Linked DNA regions of Zea mays: region 2 is linked to region 1. Evidence: chromatin contacts called from public Hi-C data. All regions are on one chromosome and are shown on one strand. Each heading gives the region's core, a stretch centred on a gene start, on an enhancer-like site or on the middle of the called end of the contact. The rest is flanking DNA. Distances are from core to core; before and after follow the strand shown. Region 1 holds the start of LOC100272953. Region 2 holds the start of LOC778437 (high affinity nitrate transporter).

Evidence for each region. A called contact is a pair of places that touch in the nucleus more often than the background predicts.
Region 2: a contact with region 1 is called in a Hi-C map of leaf, with 6 times the contacts expected there. The contact joins the promoter of LOC778437 here to the promoter of LOC100272953 in region 1. A contact is called at or near these places in 2 of 25 Hi-C or Micro-C datasets (both in leaf).

Annotation. Positions count from the first base shown.
Region 1 is chr5:184,257,999-184,260,698 of Zm-B73-REFERENCE-NAM-5.0, forward strand. It overlaps LOC100272953, which reads right to left and starts at 1,388. Exons shown (of 4, transcript NM_001147405.2): 1 at 695-1,388. The coding sequence starts at 1,228.
Region 2 is chr5:184,432,604-184,435,303 of Zm-B73-REFERENCE-NAM-5.0, forward strand. It overlaps LOC778437 (high affinity nitrate transporter), which reads right to left and starts at 1,295. Exons shown (of 2, transcript NM_001112459.2): 1 at 996-1,295; 2 at 178-808. The coding sequence starts at 1,143. The coding sequence ends at 345.

The DNA.
Region 1 (2,700 bases), core at 138-2,637:
CATGGCGCATGTGGGCCCGGAGTGGTCACATGGCATGGCATATGACGGCACTAGACATACAGACGTGGCCAAGAGGGGAGGTTCCTGGATTGGGGTTGACCGACGAGGACGTCGGTCTTCTAAGGGGGGTGGATTGTGATATCCTAGCCCCTGGGATGGGATGTCCTGGTCCAAGGCTTAATAGAATTAATAGTGTAATCATACCAACAAGGTGCATCTTCTTTTTCGGAAGCCTATCTAGAAAGAACCTCCAAGTTAAGCGTGCTTGGCTTAGAGCAATTTGGGATGGGTGACCGACCGGGAAGTTTTCTCGGGTGCGCATGAGTGAGGACAAAGTGCGCACAAAAGACTCGTGTTGGTCTGTGGGGACAATATATCATCCTAGAGAGCTGCCAGGAGTAAGTACCGCCGGTCCAGGGATTGGACGGGGTGTTACAAAAATATATATATATACAATACAAGATTGCAGATTCAACTTCCTGATATAATTCTATCATCATGCATGTGTTCGCCAGCTCATCTGGAGACTGGGTGTGTATAATTCTACCAGTAACTAGAGCAGTAGAATCAGTAACGGTGTCACAGACTCACAGTATCTATAAGCTTAGCACATCTGGCCATATGCACGTATCAGCTGCCAGCGTGTCACACATTACATCAACAAAGGTAGAGCAATACATGGAATTTTCCATACCTTGAGACTCTCGACTACGCCAGGAACTACCTCATGCTCGAGCCCTGAGTACTCGCCCTCAGTGTTCTCCCGAATGACGACGATGTCCACGTTGTCGTGCCTGGTAGGCAGACCAGGGAGGTTGAAGCAGTTGACGAGCGCGGCGTAGAGGTCGAGCTCCTTCCGGAGCTGCATGTTGAGGGAGGAGACACCGCCGCCGACGGGGGTGGCGAGGCCGCCCTTGAGGCAGACCTTGTTGCGGCGGATGGACTCGATGACCTCGGCGGGGACCGTGGGCATGTCGCCGCGGACCTCGTATGTCTCGAAGTAGACCGGCGCGTGCATCGCCTCCATCACCTGCCGCACGGCGCCCGTGACGAGGGGCCCGATGCCGTCGCCCGGGATGAGAGTGACGCCGCGCGGGGCGCCGTCCCCCGGGCGAGGCATGTAGGTGACGGTGCGGCGGGACACGGCGCCGGCGAGGGGAGTGGAGGCGGAGGGGGAAGGCGATGGGGCGAGGAGGCGGCGTAGGAGAGGGGTCGACCGCCGCGCCATGACCGGGGGCTAGGCCGCTAGGGTTTCAGGGTGGATGCGATCAGGGGAGGGGGAGGGAGGGGGAGGAAGGCCGCGGTAGCGAGGATGCCAGGGGCAGGGACAGAACTCGAGATTCGAGAGGGCAAGGGGAAGAACAGGCCGCCAGGTTTCCGCGTTCTGCTGGGCTGCAGCTCGTTGGCTCGACTCAGCTCAGATATGTGAACGAGGTAAGCTCTAGCCTCTACCTCTCTCTGAAGTTAATTATTATGGCCAATTTAGAACGCATGAATTTTACAGAAATTGTATAGAGGTTTCTTAGAAATTTTATAGAAATTAGTTAAAACACAGAAAAAACGTAGAATTGGGGGGGGGGGGGACTTTGTTCTAAATAAGACCTTAGTCCCCTAACAAGTTGTTAGTTAAATTAGCTAGTTAATTATTAGCGACCTAATTGTTAATTGATATGTAGGTAAGTGAGCACACCGAAAAAAGAGCCCATGATCGCTGGGGTTCGTTAGTCAGTCAGAATAGGTAGGTGCGCCAAATTTGGAAGGATCTCCCCCGGTCGAATCCCACGGCACCGAGCCTCGGGCCGGACATGGCGGACTATGACAAGTGAGGACGAGCGTGTCGGAAAAGAACCACTCGAGTAAATCATGTGTCCGTCCCCAGACTGACCCACCATAAATGATTGGTCGTATTAACCACGTCTAGCACCGAGCCACAGCGTAGGCGCCGGTCTGCTTCCCGCTCATGACCTACGTACCCCTCACGACACATAGCACTCATGACGTACAAGCTTCCGGACTGCGGCGCATTAATGGCCCGCGCACCCTCGGACTGTGATGCACTTATGGCCTATCGAGCTAGACCTGAGTGCGTAGACCTTCCGCATGGCACTACACGACCGACTGCACCGAGCCCCAGTCTACGAAAGCTAGGGGTCGGTGTAGTCGGAATTGAAAGTCGTCTGGAGGAGGGTTAATAGGCGAAACCTGAAATTTACAAACTTTAAACATGCACTAAGGTCGGGGTTAGCGTTAGAATTAAATTGGAGTGCGGAAGATTGTTTCCCTTGCTATGAGTTGCTCAAATTGATGTGTATAGCTTTGGGAGCAAGCTCAAACCAATATTAGCAAGGAAACTTTAGAGAGAGAGGAAAGAGGAGAAACAAATCAAATTAAGATCAACAAGTGAACACGGTGATTTGTTTACCGAGGTTCGGTTCCAAAGAACCTAGTCCCCGTTGAGGAGGCCACAAAGGCCGGGTCTATTTCAACCCTTTCCCTCTCTCAATCGGTCACTTAGACCGGTCGAGGCTTCTCCTTAATCAATTGGGTCACAAAGACCCCGCAAGGATCACCACACACTTATGTGTCTCTTGCTAGCTTTACAAAGCACTTAGAGAAATAAGAATAGGAAGGAGAAAGCAATCCAGGCAACAAGAGCAACAAAAGAACACAAATGATCATCTCACAAGTCTTTAAGCAATA
Region 2 (2,700 bases), core at 45-2,544, 170 kb after region 1:
GGATTTTATGCTATTGTTTACTTAAATCGAAGAGAGACGCTGGGCTGGCCTTTTCAATGATTACTGCAAAATAAACTAGAAATAAATAAATTTGTAATAAGTGGGCAATATAATCCACTTTCGAGCAGACTATATATATTTTGAGCCCCTCCATTCGTAATCGAAAACCGGATCAGCAGAGAAACTTAAGTTATTATTTGGTAATTTTGACGCACACACTGCAGAAAAGTAACTTACATGATACACCAAAATAGTCGCGCGCACCAATGAATCAGCAACGACAGCCACTCATCGCCGCCGACGATTTACATGTATGCATGTATGGCGCGCAGCCGCAACTCGTTCTACTTGTTCTTCTTGCGGGTCTCGATGACGAAGAAGAAGGCGAGCGCGACGACGGAGAAGGCCGAGAAGACGCCGGCGGCGATCTTGAGAGAGGCGTGGATGCCGGTGATGCCGGCGACGTCGAAGGCGGCGGTGGGCGCCGTCTGGCCGTAGGCCACCTCGGCGCCCGACGCGTCCGTGGCGAAGGCGCGCAGGTAGTAGGAGCCCGAGGGGACGTCGCGGGCGACGGCGTACTGGAAGCTGCCGGGCGCCGCCGCCGCGTACGCCTGCTCGGTGACCTTGAACTGGCACGCCTTGTCCTTGCTGATGTCGTCCTCGGACTTGCGCCACCCGCGGTCCTTCTGGCTCGCCGGCGCGTAGCACAGCTTCACCTTCACGCCCTTGTACCCGGCGTCGGCGCCGGCCGGCTCCGTGGCGTTCAGGCTCCACGTCACCGTCAGCGAGTCCACGCCGGCGTGCAGGACTGCGAGAAGCATATATTTTATGGCAATCGTGTGTATTTTAATCAGCTAGCTCCTTGATTGTGAATGAACAAATCTAAAGGGGGGTTTCAAACATAGAGAAGAATAGGACTATGAATTAACCGAGCAAGTAATCAAAGTGCTAATCCTTTGGCTATGACTATGAGCCGGGCCGGAACGCGCGCGCACCTTGGCCGGGTTTGGCGGAGGTGGTGACGTCGAGCGCTTTGGGCAGCGAGGAGAGGTGCACCCCCGCGGCGGCCGGCGACGGCAGGGAGGCGGCGAAGAGAAGCGCCGCCAGCACACACAAGGCCTGCACGCTTTGCTGCCGAGCCATCGCTGCGGTACGTACGTACGTGCTCCGGTCCGGCCGCCGGTCGTCCCTTGCTATCACCAAGCGCTATAGCTCGGCGGTGTCCGTCTGGCCCACACTGGCTGTTGGTCGTCGTCGACCGGAGACACGACACGAGGCGAGGGATCTGAGCTCGGGGTTGTGGCTTGTGGGTTGGAGGACTAGTACGGACATGGCCGCGAACATATATAGGCGCGTGGCGGGGGTTGAAGGATGGCGGAGCGGGTAGTTGACTTTGCGGCCGTGTCGGCCTATGAGCGAGGAGTACGACTGCCAATCAAGTGATCAAAAGTCAGAGCTTTACGAAGCCAGGGGCAGCAACTTCATTTGCTCGTAGAGGGGCCCCAAAGGTTCCCGGGCGTTTGGGATGCGGCAACTGCGGCCGACTCCGCCCTGCGAATCTGCGAACCGGCTGGCAGGGGGCGAATGCCGGCGCCGGTGCTGGTGATGCCGAACTGCCGAGGCCTGCCGCGTACGGACGCGTCGTAAGTATCTGTCAGGGGGAATGGGTCGTTGGTAACTAGCGATAGGGAACAGGGTCATGTGACCCTTAGCGCAGATTAAGGGCTACGAGGTGCAGCGTTTGTTTGACTCGCCTCTAGCACAAGAAAGAATTAGCGAGAAGGCGCACGGCTTATCAACCAGCAGAGGCAGAGCACATGTCATGACAGTGATAGGAAGGCTAGCCCGAGCTAGCGATCCCTTGATTTGTTCGTCAGACCAGACATGTGTATATAGCTACGCCAACTGGTGAATAAACAAAAAGAGAGCACCGGATTATTGAGGGGATGATGCCGTCTCTAGGCATTGTTAAATCCCGAGTACCCTTTCATTGCTAGCTGCTGGACTTGGCGTCACTGCTAGCATCTTCTGCTCGTCAGCACCTCGCCTTTGATGTGGCCTTCCCCCCCCCCCCCCCCCCCCCCCCCCCCTTTTTTTAGTGAAACTGGCTCACCGTTGCGTTGAAATCTATCGCTGAGCACAACAAAACAATTCCCCTGGTGTACCGCATGAGTACATTCCTCCTCAATTATAAATTCCCCTCTTCTACAGGTGTTCAAATGAATTAGGACAGTATCGGTACCGTACAGATTAGCCAACGGGCCAACCCTTAGTCTTGGCCCACGAGAAAGACCTAGGTACGGCCTGCTAGACCAGTAATTATAATGTGTCATCTCACTGGCCCGTCACACTCGACGTGCCTAGAAGGCCCATATCGTTTAAATAAAAATAAAATAAAAATGTGTATATGTATGATTTAAACCATAGTTGCTAGCTTTAAAGAGTTATTTAAACACATCTAACCAACATAACACACATACCTTTTGTTTTTTTACATTATACTAACTATAATATAGATATATGCATGACAAAAAGGGACATGTTGGGCTATCCCGTTGTGGCACACCTGTGGCCTAAGTGTGACCCGATGATCAGGCTAGACTAGCCCGGACCCCCATGACCAATGGGGCGAACTGTGCTCGTCTTGGGATAAGTCGTGTCATGCAACGGTCCACCCATTAGGTCTGCTCTATTTGGACA